3 separate regions of the Rattus norvegicus genome follow, and regions 2 and 3 are each linked to region 1. A link is a contact called in public Hi-C data. All regions are on one chromosome and are shown on one strand. Each heading gives the region's core, a stretch centred on a gene start, on an enhancer-like site or on the middle of the called end of the contact. The rest is flanking DNA. Distances are from core to core; before and after follow the strand shown. Region 1 holds the start of Mid1ip1 (MID1 interacting protein 1). Region 2 has its middle 370 kb from the start of Mid1ip1. Region 3 overlaps LOC134484143 (a long non-coding RNA gene).

The links. Hi-C and Micro-C count contacts between places; a contact is called where the count stands out from the background.
Region 2: a contact with region 1 is called in a Hi-C map of psoas muscle, with 2.1 times the contacts expected there. The contact joins the enhancer-like site here to the promoter of Mid1ip1 in region 1. A contact is called at or near these places in 2 of 12 Hi-C or Micro-C datasets (Schwann cells and psoas muscle) and 1 of 1 datasets of contacts at active chromatin or transcription factors (oligodendrocytes).
Region 3: a Hi-C map of kidney shows a contact between it and region 1, with 2.3 times the contacts expected there. The contact joins the enhancer-like site here to the promoter of Mid1ip1 in region 1. A contact is called at or near these places in 2 of 12 Hi-C or Micro-C datasets (kidney and liver).

The regions. Positions count from the first base shown.
Region 1 is chrX:14,732,882-14,737,937 of GRCr8, forward strand. Mid1ip1 (MID1 interacting protein 1) reads right to left here and starts at 2,839. Exons shown (of 2, transcript NM_206950.1): 1 at 2,638-2,839; 2 at 658-2,357. The coding sequence starts at 2,122. The coding sequence ends at 1,571. The region is part of intron 1 of LOC120099251 (a long non-coding RNA gene); the gene reads left to right.
Region 2 is chrX:14,366,919-14,371,974 of GRCr8, forward strand. No RefSeq gene overlaps it. Among named protein-coding and RNA genes, the nearest start is that of Mid1ip1, 370 kb to the right of the region's middle. Within about 2 kb of position 2,478, at least 2 of the 93 cell types and tissues checked have an H3K27ac peak or open chromatin away from gene starts, as enhancers often do.
Region 3 is chrX:14,465,297-14,470,352 of GRCr8, forward strand. It overlaps LOC134484143 (a long non-coding RNA gene), which reads left to right. Exons shown (of 2, transcript XR_010061550.1): 2 at 1-3,620. Among named protein-coding and RNA genes, the nearest start is that of Mid1ip1, 270 kb to the right of the region's middle. Within about 2 kb of position 2,420, at least 1 of the 93 cell types and tissues checked has an H3K27ac peak or open chromatin away from gene starts, as enhancers often do. A contact at or near this core is called in kidney, where this site is marked.

The DNA.
Region 1 (5,056 bases), core at 1,589-4,088:
GCATGGATCCAACCCAATGAAATAAAGAAAATGAAAACTGTTGTTTCCCCTGTTCCACCATCTCGGGGGAGGGGGGGATGCTATCTTAAAAAGCATTCCTAAGAGACTTAAGGAAGCCTTGATCAGATTTGCTATCCAGAAGTGCTGAATGGGTCACTGAAAGGCTGGACAGTGCTTGGGGACTACTGACTAAGGGCACTGCTTCCGCTATAATCTTTTAAAATGTCACCCACGATTTTCATACATTTTTAAATAAAGACCTGCAAGATGAGTGCATTGCTATTAGCTGGGATTTTTTTTTTTTTTTTGATGTTGCTAATTTTTCACTTCAAGTAAAATTTAAAGTCTTTTGGCTTCAGAACACTTTCACTAAGTACTGCGATAATCTAGCCAAATTGGCTGAAAGACACTATACGTAATTTCACAGATACTTTGAATATTTATGAACTTCTCGGGATATTTGGTCCCATCTTGGAACTGACTTGGAGCAAAGCTTCTCCAGGAGCTACTTGTCAAAACTAAATCGTTGTAGAGATGACTAGACACCACCTGGAAATATCAGAGAAAATAATACTTAATGTCAGGGAAATAAAGGAAGTTTCTTTTTAATGATTTGCCACTCATTGGTGGATTAAAGAGCGACACACACTTGTCCGGTTTGGTTAACACATCTGAGCTTTTATTTTTTAGAATATAGTCTACATCTGGATTAAAAAAAAGTTTTAAATAAACAAGACATATAACAACAGTGGAGCCCTTCATCATTCTACGTACAACACAGATAGAATGTCAGTTGGTTCCACTTTAGATAAATCCACTTTCTCACAATAATGTTATTATTTTCGCTGGCCGAGTGGCAAGCTTCATCCTAGCTGGCACGTCACCAGTTTACACACACGGGGTGGGGGAGGGGTGGCGTGAAAGGGATGGGGTGCCATAGGACTACTGTACAGTGTAACAGAAAATCATTAATAAAGTAGTACCGGTTACCAACAGTGCTGCTTGTGCGCTTATCACAATGGAATCGACGAAGTTTCAAAGCAAAAAGATCTGAAATACTTAAGACAGGGTCACTGTTACAAAAAGAAATAGTGCAAACAGGAAAACTGACGCAATCCTAGCAACGCCAAGGCCTCCTCTTGCAGCTCAAAGCAGGGCGGGCAGGAGGCTGTGCCCCGCCTCCCCCGAGCACCCAGCTAGAAGCTGCCCTCCCAAGTGTGGCAACCCAGCGCTGTGCCCTGGCATGGCCCTTTCTCAGGCCCTTCTCTTCCGGAAAGAAAAAGAGAAAAGAAACCCCAAGAAAGGCACAGGCTGAATGAAGGACATCGGCCCAGTTCCATTCCCACCAACAGAGTAGGCCCCCTCCGGGGGTCTTTGAACCCCCCTCTCTGGCGACTACTTTCCTCTGCTCTCTGCTCTGTTTTCTCCACACAAACCCCACCAAGTACACAGCCCAACTTTACAGCGTGCCCTTCGCGCCCCACAACCAGGAAGAAAATAGTTTGGAGGAAAGAGAGGGGGGTGGTAGAGCCGACCCGAGAGGGTGCTGGGCAGCGGGGACAACCCCGCCTCAGTGGCCCCAATTACTGAAGCCGATCTCCTGCTTGTATCTGTTGGTAAGGATGTTGGCTTTGCGGGTGAGTTTGGAGAGCACGGTGTGCAGCCCGCGCAGGTGGTAGTGGAACTGCTGCTCCAGATCTTCCTCGCCCGCATCCGTGCTCTCCAAGTGGCTCAGGCCCACCAGGATGTCCTTGGGCTTCCAGGTGCCCTCCTCACTCCCAGCCGGCGGGGACGAAGGCTGGTGCAGGACTCCCCACTCAATATCGTTGCGGATGGACTTGAGCAGCACGTAGTGGCTGTACATGTCCCGGGAGGGCGCGAAAAAGCTTCCATTGGCGCTGCCCGGGCTTGGGGCCGGGGTCGTGCGCTCCTCCAGGCAGCTGCCACTGCCGCCTACCTCCACGCTGACCTCGTTGTCTAGATCCGGCTCGGACAGGGGTACATCGCGCAGCAGACTGGGCACCATCACCGTCTGGTCCATGTTGTTCACCGCGCCAATGAAGCGATTCATGGCGTTAAAGAGCGAGTGCTTCTGGTTGTATGTGTCGCAGATTTGCATCATGGTGGCCGAGCGGGCGCGGAAACACAGGGACACTGGTACACCGAGATAGACCTCTGGCGATGCCCGCCTTCAAACGCTAATGCCGGGAGCCTGCTTGAAGCCGGTGTGACTGGATTCCCAGATCCTTCTCCGCCCTCTCTAACTCTTCCTTCTGTCTCAGTTCAGCCCTTCCTGATGCGCGGCTGCTCTAAGCTTTGGCTCACGAGGATGGTAGGTGGTTGGGTCTAGCCTTGATCTGCTCGGGAGACAGAGACGAAAAGAACAAATTACCCACCCGGTTCGTGTGTCCAGCACCCCTTTCCTCGCGATGCTCCCACCCTGACCACTGCTGGTCGGAGAGGACACCAGGGTGGCTCCCCGGGACCAGCCGGTATCACCTCCTCCAATGCTAGCAGAAGACCTTTGAGAGAAAAGGAGAAAGAATCCCCCCTAGCCCAGACTCTGGTTTCTCCCTTCTAAAACCTAAGCGAAAGCAACCATATTAGCCCGGGCTGCCAAAGGGCGGGGACACCCACCTCTTGCACTGCGAAATCCCCTGGTTCTCAGTGCTCGAGTTGCTGACGGTGGCTGCCCAAGGGCGCTGCTGCGGTCACTGATCGGACTGTGAGTATGGGTGATGGTGGCTGCTTCGGCCCCCTGCCCATCCCAGGTGCTCAATTTATAGTCCAGGATAGGTGTCCCAGGCGCCCCAGGACCACCCCTGATGTCTCCTCCTCCTACCTCCTCCAGCAGCACAGATAAAAGGTCCCAGCCCTGACCGCGAGTAACACTCGCCCAGCCCTTTCTACCGCGGGGGCGGGGCACGCCGGGTGGCTCCGCCTCTCGCCTGATACCCGGGCCAAGGCTGGGCGGCCCAACCGGGCAAGGCAGGGTAGGGCTGGGAGGATGGAGCGGCCGCGCCCCAGCACCAAACCCAGAGCAAACTGGCTGGGGGAGGGAGGGTGAGGCACTGAGCCCAAGGAGCCGCCGTCCAAACCGGAGGGCGGACTGGCGCGCGCGGGCTGGGCTGGCTTGGCGCGCACTCCCCGGGTGGGATGACCGGAATGCATGTGTGTCCGGGTTGCAAAAGAGCCCCTCAATCCCGAACCTAGAGTGGCTGCCGTCCGGAAATTTAGCCTCGATTTATTATTAGACGTCGGGTAAGAGGGATTCACAGCTGCCCTGACTCCATACTGGGAATCTTATGTAAGAAGAGTTAGCCGGACATGCCGGATGCACGTGGACACGCGGTGCTCCCTCCACGGTCCAGGTCGTGGTCAGCTGCTGGGGGATGGGAACACTGAGGCATTTGCTCCCCTCCTGGCAGGGTCTTTCCCAGTCTTTCCTACTACTGCTGCCAGGTATGAAGAGCACCCTGGTCATCTGATCTACAGATTTGTTCCCCCACCCAGAGATCAGAGCATGGCGTTGGAGTGTGAACTTGGGCCTTGTGGCTTTTTGACTATCAAAGACTAGGAGAAGGTGCCAGAAGTTGGGACTGGTGCTGGGTATATCTTATCATTCAAAGAAAAAAATTGGGAGTGTACCCAATAACTTTCTGGAGCGTGTGTTGGGTGCTCCTTTCAAAAGATAGTTCTTAAGCAAGGGTTACTTAATAAGGCCTAAGCTGTGCACCATAGCCCTGGATGTACCTTTCAAGTTTTACACTTTACACTTCTCTTTAGAATTCCCACCCCTGAGCCCAGACTCTTTTTTTCCCCCATCTCATTTCCTTTGCCTCATCCCTCAACCTCCAGTCAACTCTTACATTCCTCCAGATAATGACTCAGGCTTCTAATTTTAAGTGTCTTTCCACTAAAGTGTTTGGGGGAAGTTTGAGTATGGCATTCCCTTGCAAGACAAAATGTGCCCCAAACAAGGAGAAACACTTATGCATGTGTTACTTGAAGGACAGGTCTCTACCAAAAACCATGTCTATTGCCAATATTGAAGAAACGGCTGAATCTGGGTAAAAAGGTCTAATAACAGACAGAAAAGCCATTGGTAACCCTAGAACCTAGTCTGGCAAATCCCCTTCTGGTTTACTAGTTCTAGATCATAACCCATGCTTTCTTTTTAATTGATTTATTTTTGTTTTGAGACATGGTCCCCTCCAGCCAGCCTGATTTGGAACGGCAGCTACTCGTCCTTCTGATTCAGTGTCCCATGTTCTTTTAGACATGAAATAATGTTCTATGCCCAGCGGAGTTAAGGAGACCAGTGGGAAGAATGCAGATGGGAAAGATGCATTGTGTAAACCTAACACAACGAGAATCTCACCCTTTCTCTTCTTGTGCACAGGCTTGAAAACTTTCCCACCCTTTGTCAACCAAATGGAGTGTCTCCCATGGGAGAAAACTTTCCAGTGTTTCTTTAGCAATAAAAAGGAGCTTCTTCTTGGGCCATGACACAGGGTTCTATTAGGGTTCAATGAGATAACAGCGGTAAAACTCTTCACCATGTACATTGTAAAGTACTTAGGGCTTTCTCATAGTCTAGAGGCATTTTATGTGAAGAGTTGGGAAATAGAGGGTTGGGGATTTATCTCAGTGGTAGAGAGCTTGTTTAGCAAGCCAAGGCCCTTGGGTTTGGTCCTCAGCTACAGAAAACAAAAAGGAGGGGAGGGGGTAAAAATAGGGAAATAGGCTAAGATGAACCAAGAGGACCCCACCCCCACCTTTACCACTTCTTCTGCACAGGGAAGTATAAAACAGTCCAGACTTGTTTTAATTCTTATGCCAGATGAGATCCAAGGAGGAGAGCTTTGGAAAAACCTATTACCTGGTTTCCAGTAGTTGATGTTTCTCATAACTTAAATGTAGTTTGATCCCTTCTCAGACCCAGACCCTCTGAATATTTCAAGTATGCACCCTAATGAAAACTTGGAATTGCTTTGCGCTATTAATGCTGGAATCCTGCCTTCTTTTCTATAACGGCTCACAGAAAACGAAACTC
Region 2 (5,056 bases), core at 1,228-3,727, 370 kb before region 1:
TTATTGAAACCTGTATAAAATAAACTGCTCACACAACCTGGCACGCACTTAAGGGAGGCTCCCTGAGGGCAGGGGCCATAACTACGCGTCCTTGTAACTGTACACGGAACTTAGGCAATACAGAACGGGTATAAATACAGTGATATGCTATCTACGAGTGTTCTCTCTGATCATAACTATTTTGTATTACCTTCATGGGGATGAAACCGAGAGTCTCTCGCATGCTAGGCAAATGCCACTAAGCTACATGTCCAGCTTCCTTTTTCCTTTTAATTTTGACTCGGGATCTAAGTCACTCTGTAACCAGGCCCTGAACTCAATCTCCCTGCCTCTTCCTCCTGACTAGCTGGGATTAAAAGCCTGTAAAACCAAGCACAGACTGTGCGCTAGTTTTAAGTACATTGCAAATACTCATTCACCTCACCATCTCATAAAGCATTTACTGTCCCATTTTTAGAGATGAACAATTATTGGGACACAGAGAGGTTAAGTAATTTGCCCAAGATCACACAGTCAGTAAATGGTGGCAGCAAGAGTGAAACCCGTGGGGGCTATCCCCAGGTAATTCTGCTGCTCCATACTATAGATATTTAATTAAGCACATCAATATCCCAATTGTCTTTAAGACTGCACATCAATCCAGACTTGGGAAAAGCAGAAATCATTTTCTAAGTAGTACAAAGAGGGGAGAAATGTGGCTTTTAGGACTTTTGTGCTTCAGCTCTCCTAAGTAACAGGAGGGCTGCCTTCCCAAATTCGCATTCAGGTTTGTCAGTTTCCGTCCTTGGGCCATTATTTCACACAAGAAATGAGAAGGTGATAATCTGGAGTATTCGCAGCCAGTCTTGCCTGCAGAGGTGTGAGCAAAGAGGAAGATAGCATGTTGTGATTAGAGAGAGCAGAAACAAACCCCTGTGATTGCGACGCAAAAGGAAAGGGTCAGCCTCATTATTCTAATGCATAGTTTTCTGCACCCATAGAAATATTTTATTCCAACAAGTTAATTCCTTTAAGTGGTGAGCGCCGAGTGTGGCAGACACGATTATCTTCCTTAGGTTTTTTGCCGCTTTCTCTGGGCCCAACGAGGGGAAGGATTTCTGTGGCTCACCTCCTGCAATTAGAAACAGCCCCACAGGGCAGAGGTGCAGCCTGCATTCCCAGATACTCTGCTGCTGCTGCTGCTGCTGAAATAAGAACAGCCTTTGAGAATATTCTCCTGCCAAAATCATTTTAGCATTTCACTGTCACACAGCGGGAGGCAGAGAGAGAGAGAGAGAGAGAGAGAGAGAGAGAGAGAGAGAGAGAGAGAGAGAGCGCTTTCTTTGGCGTCACCCACAACCTCCAAGACCTCATGAGTCTTCCCTGTGTACGAGGAAATTAATTAATTTCCTTTTTTTTTTTTGTAAAAGGAGGCCATAAAAACATAGTTCAAGATGTTACGTTTTCATAAGGAAGAAGTCTCAATTGTAAATGAGTTTCTCTTTTAAGACAAGGCTGTAATTAGATTGCCCATAGTGATGATGAATGGGGAGGGTGAAGGGGCTGAGCTTTTTTCTGGGGAAAGAAACATCCTCGAAGGTGGAGGCCAGGGCTGCCTCAGGCAGCCACGCTGTCTCTAACACCAAGGACTGTTCTCCGCCGCAAAGCTGTAAGAAGAAAGGCAGTTTAGAAACCTGGCAGGGCGGGGAGATAAAATAAGCAAGGCAATTTAAGAGGGTGAGCCAAGGTGGTTGCCTACGCAGGGGCTGTGGGCGCCAATAGGGGGCGCGGTGTCTTCCGATCATGTGCAGAGCTCAGTGATTTCTGCAAGGAACTGTTTTCTTTCCTTACTCCGCCCCCCCGCCCCCGCCCCCTTTTAACCTACCTATGTTTTCTCTCTTGCAGTATTGAGAGAAAAGGAGAATTGGGTGGGTGGCCTGATATCCATTTATAAATTCTGCCTCTGTCTCTCTGTTTCTTTTTCTGTCTGTCTGTCTGTCTGTCTGTCTGTCTGTCTGTCTCTCTGTCTCTCTGTCTCTGTCTCTGTCTCTGTCTCTGTCTCTGTCTCTGTCTCCCTCTGTTTCTCTGTGTGTCTCTGTGTGTCTCTGTCTCTCCATGTCTTTCCCTCTCTGTCTCTCTCTCCTCTCTCCTCTCCTTCTCCTCCTCCTCCTCTCCTCCCCCTCTTCTCTCTCTCTCTCTCTCTCTCTCTCTCTCTCTTTTCTATATGCCTGTTAGACACAGTATTTTGCCCACTTCCAAATTTCATGTGCTTAAGGCTTAACCCCATGACCTCAGAATACAACTGTTCGGTGAGGCAATGGATGAGGTCATTAGGGTGGACTTAGTCACCTGGCCTGCTTACAAGTGGAAGAAACTTTAGATGCACAGACAAATCCCAGGGGTACATTCACAGAGGGAGGACCATCATGTATCAGCTCAGGAAGAAAGTGACATTCTGCAAACCACAAGACTCAGGAGCCACCAGATCTGCTTACACATTGCTCTTGGACATCCAGCCTCGGCACAACACATACCACAGCACTGAAATAGTCTCCTAAAATGGGGTCCACTGGACACCTTGCCGGAAAGTGATAAGTAGATTAAAATGCAGACTGCTGGGCTCAGATTCAAATGGAATCAAATTTCTGGCGTTCAAGAATCTGCAGCCTTACACGGACACTCCAGGTCATCCCCAAGCTAACTGGAGTTAGAATATCCTTACAGCACCAATCTGTTAAGTAGAGATCAACCTCTGGCTTGACCGGAAAGAGACTGCCCAAAAGCCTGGCTGCCGGAAACCCCACCACTAGGAAGGTGTTCTTTGCAGTTAAACATTGCCCTCTCCCTGGTGGATTTCTTTTCAGTGCAAATAGCTCTTGGATGGAGGTGACAAATTAAGTCAATAACCTTTGAGTATGAATTCATTTATCAGCTGAATTCCTGGGGGATTGGACAGATGCCAAACCTCAGAGAAAGAGAAGGGGACTACAAAGGGGGGTTGGCAGAGCGATGCTTGTGTGGTCCACATCAGAAGCTACCACCTTGACAAGTTAGCTCCAAGTTAGCCCCCAGTGGCAGCGAGGTAACTCATAGATTCATAGATGCCTACTCCCTGTCATGGACTGGGTGGAGGGAGGTGGGGGGGGGAGAGAGAGAGAGAGAGGGAGAGAGAGAGAGAGAGAGAGAAAACAGGGAGGGAGAGAGAGAAAGGGGGTGGGCTTTTGAACTGACTCCCAGCTGTCTTCTATCTTGTTTGTTTGCTACTTGAAAGGCAAGGGCAAAGTCAAGCAGGCTTCCCTCCCTTTCTTGAAGGCAGTGGGAGGAAAGGAACAAGATGATTGTTGCATTAAGGACTGGAGTGGATATTAGCAGGAGCAAGGTGCATTGTGTTTTATCCCTGGTACAGTCCATTCATGGGCCCACCAGAACAGAAAGCAGGCAGGGGCTGAAGCTAGGATTTTAAATGTTTCCTTTGAGCCAGAAGTTAACCTCTCAGTTGCTGGCTAATCTGAGATCCTGGCTTATAGCCTTTCTCCACTTTTGTAGCATAGGTCCAGGCCCGGATTGGGGTGGGGTGGGGTAGAACTTTGTTGGTTTGAGAAAGAAGCTCTTGTGTTTCTGTCACTTCGGTTGTTTATTTCTACATTTACAGGGGTAAACAGGGCATCCTCCGTACTCCTGCCCAGGTTTGCAGCTCAAGCATAGAGTCATTTAGCTAAAACAACTCGCCTTGATTATAATGTCTTATGTCCACCACAGCCAGAATCCTCGAGGCATCCCTGTGACCTGAGAATATCAAGCAGCTGGCAAGGGCCAATATTCCAACTGCTGACAAGTGGCTGTCCTTAGAGAAGGGAGCCAGGGGTACATATAATAAATGGTTACCTCAGCTTGGAAACCACATCATTGGGATTGATACTGAGCTGAAACCCAGAGCCCTCTTCAGGTCTGAGTAGATCTCAGTCTGCCTCCCGCACTTCCTCTGTCCCACCCACAACTGTATGCTTCTCCACACGGAGAGACGCATCCTGGATTCCCATTTCCATGGCAAGGGGGAATCCAGAGCAAAGGCAGCAAGAGGCAATGACTCAGGATTCCAAATCCCATTGCTGGAGGAAGCAGCAGATGGCTAGAGGGGGAAGAGGATGAGCCAGGCCAAAACCCTGACCAGAAAATCACTGTTTTCTCCGAGACAATACTCATTTTGGTGGCTGATGGTTGTGGTTCCATCCAGGTTTTTGGCCCCTACCCCAGCCCTTTGGCACACAGCCCATATCTTTGTGTGCTGTTCCTTCACCTGCCTGTGTTTGGCCTCAGGAGGTCAGTACTCATGTTGAGGGAAGAGAACCACTTTGCTCTTGTATGTAGGGAACTACAAGGACCAGGAGCCCACCTACCCCAAACAGCCTATGGTGGTTGACTGATAGGGACAGGAGCCTGAAACCTCTGCTGGCTTGGCTTGGAAAGGGTCATTTTGTTCTGCAGAGCTTCTCATGCATAGATGGTTGGGGCTGAGGCCGAGAATCCCAGAGTGTGCCTTTGCCTGGCTGCTTCCATTTGCTTGCTCTTCTCCTTGGACCCTCAAACTTGAGACTACTTCTTAGAAAACTACTTGCACACAAACTCACTTTGCATTCTGCTTCTGGTACCCAGCCTAGGTTTTCCATATAAAATCTTATTTTCCTCTTTTATGCTAGTTAGTTTTAAATGTCAACTTGCCACAGTCTAGAAGTACCTGGGAAGAGAGTTTCGATTGAGTAGTTATTTAGATCAGGTTGGCCTGTGGCTATTTCTGTGGAAAGCTGCATTGATCATTAATTGATGTAGGGGGGCCCAGACCATAGTGAGTGTCACCATTCCCTAGGAAATCCCTAAGAAGACTAGATGAGAGCAAGCAGGCTGAGTGGGTGCATTAATTTCTTTCTGCTCTTAACTGTGCATGGGATGTGACTATCTGCTTGAGTACTGACCTGGCTTCCCCTCAGTGATTGACTTTATCCTGGAACTAGAATCCAAATAAACCCTTTCTTGTCTAATTGGCTTGTAGTCAAGCTACTTTATCACAGCAACAAAAATG
Region 3 (5,056 bases), core at 1,170-3,669, 270 kb before region 1:
TCAATGGAAGGTAGAATTGCCTACGACACAAACCAGTGTGCCAGTTTTGATTTATGCTATATTCTTAAAAACAAAACAAAAAATACAAACACTTTTAACTGACAAAAAGGGAAATAATCACAATAGTATAGAGCATCCCTCGCCCTATGATAGAGAGGGAATTATAATAACAGTTCACTGTTCTGGGAAAAAGGAATAAAAGCTGCTTCCGTATCCTATCAGGAGAGCTTGGGGGTTCTAAGGGCGTGACAACGAGCTGGGTATTAGTAGATAATTGGGAAGTGATTGAGCAGGAGAGAAAAGAGGTTCCGATAAACTTTCTTGAGCTGGTTCTGGAAGACTCTGTGTGGGTTTGATGATTAAAGGATAGGGATCTTAACTGAGAATAGAAATCCTTTTCTTTATCTAAAAGTTCAGACTTCCTGAAGAAATGACTGGGCCTGGATTTTCTCCGGGAGTTACGAAAACCTTGTTGACCTAGGTCAGTTTACTCAAAAGTGGAGCAAGCCCTTTCCCCTTGCTTTATACATGGTTGTCCTCATCTGCCAGAGTTCCAGCACTGAGCAGTAGTTGAGCCAGGTAGTCCAGGGACTTAAGATGCAGGGACAAGTTGAACAGGTCTTCTTAGGAACCCATTGCATTATTTTCTTGCTCTATTGATAATTCCAATGAAACCTGTTCCAAGAAGGCATCTATTTAGCCTTTAACTCCGCACAGTGGTTTCTCTCATATTTACTTCCTATGGGGAAAGCTTTCATAAACCAGGGTTTGCTTCTATTCTTTTATATATGTGCATTTCTTGCAGGCTGTGGAAGTGCCATTTTCTTTCTGCATTCGTCTTATCGAGGGGCATGCATCCAATGGCTCAGGGTTTGAGAATTTTGCACAGGTCTCTATTCGATAAATAAAGCCTAGGACACTTTCCATATGAGTCTATTTCCCAATTACAGAAATAGTTCACAGAAGACTTTGCTAGGCAATTGTGCTTGAAAAGCACAGCGACCTGGTTCACTTTGAAGAACCCCAGGTTCATGAAACCATGGTGTCAGAGTATAGAGAAGTCTTTAAGAGATCATCTAGTCTCACGCTCCAGGAAATATGAGAGACCAAGGCTCAGGCTGGGAAATGGATCTGCTAGGTCAATTATGGAGAATGAGGAAGAAAAACATAGGCCCAGGGCTTTCAGGTGTTTGAAGCATCTCCAGATTCATGAAACTCGGGCCAAAATATTTGTCAGCAAATTTTAACTATGATGATGCCCAAGGGGCACCTATTCCACAGTTTGTTTTGATGGGCTTAAGTGAATACAGTGCACTACTTTCATTAATCCGTCCCAGAATCTGCATCTCTCTCCTAAACCCTTTTTTATTTTCCAGTGTGACAATCTCTAATAGAGGACCAAAGTTAGTAGTTAGATGCTGATGGTGATTACACAAGAATGACATCCATCATCTCCACCAGTACATTATATTAATAAAAGCTAAGAATTTCCCAGATTAGTGGTGTGTGTGTGTGTGTGTGTGTGTGTGTGTGTGTGTGTGTGCGTGCGCGTGCACATGCATGCACGTGATGTGGGTACTTGACAGCACAGTAGCATGAGCATGTAGGTGAGTATACTATTCAACTTTTAGTCTCTAAAAGAAGCAAGATCTTATGCAGGTAAATAGAATCTTCCATGAAGGCATTCCCCATAAGACAAGAACGGAAGTCCATTCAAGAACAGGCCTAAGCCTGTCAGATAAAAGGGTTGTTTCTGGTTACAACAAAATGGATGAAAAATAATCATGAAGCCTGGACACTCTTGCCTCTGTATGATGTGTTTCTCCTAACTGAAATGCCATAAAGTTGTAGTACTGGAGTCTATAATGCTCTAAGGTCCAGAAACCAGCTACGGGACTATAGTCCAACTGATTTTCACACACTTGAGTTTGCAAGATCAATGATAGAACATTTCTATTTCATCTTCTCAGTAGAGTTGAATTACTACAAATAGGTCATATAGAGTATGTTGTCCAACATAAAGTAGCACTATTGCAGAATTTTATGGGAGGACAAACATCACAAATGTTGATTGGTGGTGGTGGTGGGGTTTATGAGCCTGTCTTAGTAGGACCATATTATTCTTGCCATGCTTTCAGGACTAAATATAAGAAATTTAATGTGTAAATAATGCAGCCTAAGTTGCTAGAGTAGTTATTTTACATCTACCTTGGGTTCCCAGACTTAGTATGTATGTGAGGTCCTGTTACTTTTCATGACTAAAATGTAGCTCAGAAAACACAAGAGTTCAAAATTAGAGTTTGAATACCAGAGCACTGTTATTAATTAACCAGATGACCTTGGACTAGTCCACTAATCCTAGCAGTTCTTAACAGAATTATTCAGACCATTCTAGGACATCGCAATCACTGAGGTGTGTCTCGAGTAAATAGTTAATGATAGTCAAGGACTGAAGTTAGGAAGCATTTTGAAAGATAGACATTGTAAGGGGAGGAGGCATGGAGAGGAGAGGAGGCAGGTGGACAGGAACACCTGGGAGACATGTTTGGGAATGTCAAAACAAACCTCTTTGATTTCTACAGCTAATGTGTGTTAATGAGTATAATAAAAATATATAAATTATAAAATTTAACTTTATGCTAAATAGGTGATTCTTATTTTTGTCTTGTATTATGATATGTTTTCCTAAGGAAGAAAGAACATGTTAGGAAAGCCATAGACAGAACAATGAGGACTGAGAACAAACCGTTCATTGTCTCTTAAACAGAAACGAGAGTCTGTGCAGTGAGCTTAAACCATATGCTATATAAGGCCATTTGGTATAAGCAATAGTATGTGAAATGCCCCCTTTCTATATTAAAACCATGAAAGTGATGCTTTCTGGAAGAAAAAGTAAAATTGGCATGAATTTTCACTATAATATACTAAGTTCCATTGGATACTGTCTTAAATCAGTATTTCTCAACCTATTGGTTACAAACTCTCAGGGGATTAAATGGCCCTTTCATAGGACCACTCGGAAAACCCAGATATTTACATTAGGATTCAAAACAGTCACACAATTACAGTTTTTAAGTAGCAACAAAAATATGGCTGGGGGTCACCACAACATGAGGAACCATTAAAGGGTTGCAACATTAGGAAGGTTGACAATCACTGTTCTAGATCCAAGTATCCAAGTTCCCAGGATTAGATGTTCTTTCATCAGGCCATGAGCTGGAAAATATTGTGAAACTCTTAAACTGTACTCAGCCAAAGAAGACAGTAAGTGCCCTATCAACATTAGTTATGATGATGGTGGATTTTTACAGTGCCCATGAGTTGTGATAGCATAAATGTTCCTACTTCCCTTTAACGTTCATACACTATTCCATTTTTAATAACAGCACTGTGAGGGAAGGCAAGAAAAAGGAGTTTTATATTGTGCAGAGTGAAAATGGCTTTAGGTGCATTTCTGTCTATGATGCACAGTTACTTCAAAATTAAAAGGCAGGCAAGGTGATAAAATAAGTGAAATTGTAAAATGCTCTTCAGGTTCATAATGAGATGTAAATACTCTATAAATTCAGCCTTTCATTATTGTAAACAATAAAATCGGGTTGATTTGTGTCTTCCTTCAATTTGTTTGCTTACTGTCTTATTAAGTGCACCTGCAGAATGGAAGTCCCGAAATTTTCAAGTTTCATTTCCTCCCCAAATAAGTCTATTAAGAAAATTGCAATTGAATACTTGACCCCAGGGACACAGATATGCGCCAGTTATAATCGTAGTCCAAGGTAATCGCTGGCGGACTTTGTTTTCTAAAGGTGTCTGCAACAGTATGTTCTTACGAGCTTATCAATACTACAGCCTTTTCTCAGTGTTGAGGAATAATCTCTGGCCTTTACTACTGAAACTGGTCAAAACTGTGGCTTCACTGTAGCTGCTACAATGTGACAAAGTCAGTAAAACTGATACCCCAGTACTAGTGCTGGAGGCCTGGAGTGCTATGTTGTAAGGAAAGAAGTCCAGTCTCCTGGCCAAGAGGGATACTTAGTGAAGCCCTGAAAGCATATAATAAAAAGGACTGTAGGGAATAATGTGTGAACCAATATGTGTTCAGAGCCTCATGAGAGGTACCAACCATAACCCCTTCTAGATAATAGTACAGCACAATGAAATCACACAGAAGCCCAGGAGACCCCAACAGCCAAAAAGTACAAAAAACAGAGGCATTCCAATACACGATTTCAAGACATACTTGAGAGCCATAGTAACTCAGACAGCCTGATCCTGGTACAACAATAAACACACAGACGAACAGGATCTAATAGATCTCACAGAAACAAACTCTTATGGCTACAGTCATCTGAGTTTTGACAATGATGCCAAAAACATACACTAAAGAGAGGGGTAACCTTCTTAATACATGGTGCTGGGAAAATTGCATATCCATATGCAAAAAGTTGCCACTTGAGGCCATCCCTCACTCTCTTAAGAAACAACTCCAAAGAGAACAATGGCCTAAATGTGAGATCTAAAACTAGGAAATTCCTAGAAGGAAACAGAAAGCAAACATGTCAGGACCCCAACATGCACATTGATGTTTCGATATGACCTCAAGGCACAGGATGACAAATGAAGTTCCATCCAAAACTTCTGCATGGAAGAGAAAGCAATCAGTGACTGAAGAGACATCTTACCTAACACAAGGAAGGTTTTACCATCACTTCATCTGAGAGAGTTGATGCCCATCATATATAACAATCAATCAATCAAACAAAACCATAACAAAAAGCAACCAATTAATGAATGGGTAAATGATATGAATAGACAATGGTCAAAGGAAGAAACAAAAAATGGCCAACATCCATGTAAAAAGATGCTTAGGGGTTGGGGAGGAGTAGATAGACCAGTTGGTAATGTGCCTGCTGCACAAGCATGAGGACCTGCATTCAGAATCCGAACACCTACATAAAACTGACACAGCAGCACACATCTCTAACCACAGTACTGAGGAGGCAGAGGCAGAGGCAGAGGCAGAGGCAGAGGCAGAGGCAGAGGCAGAGGCAGAGGC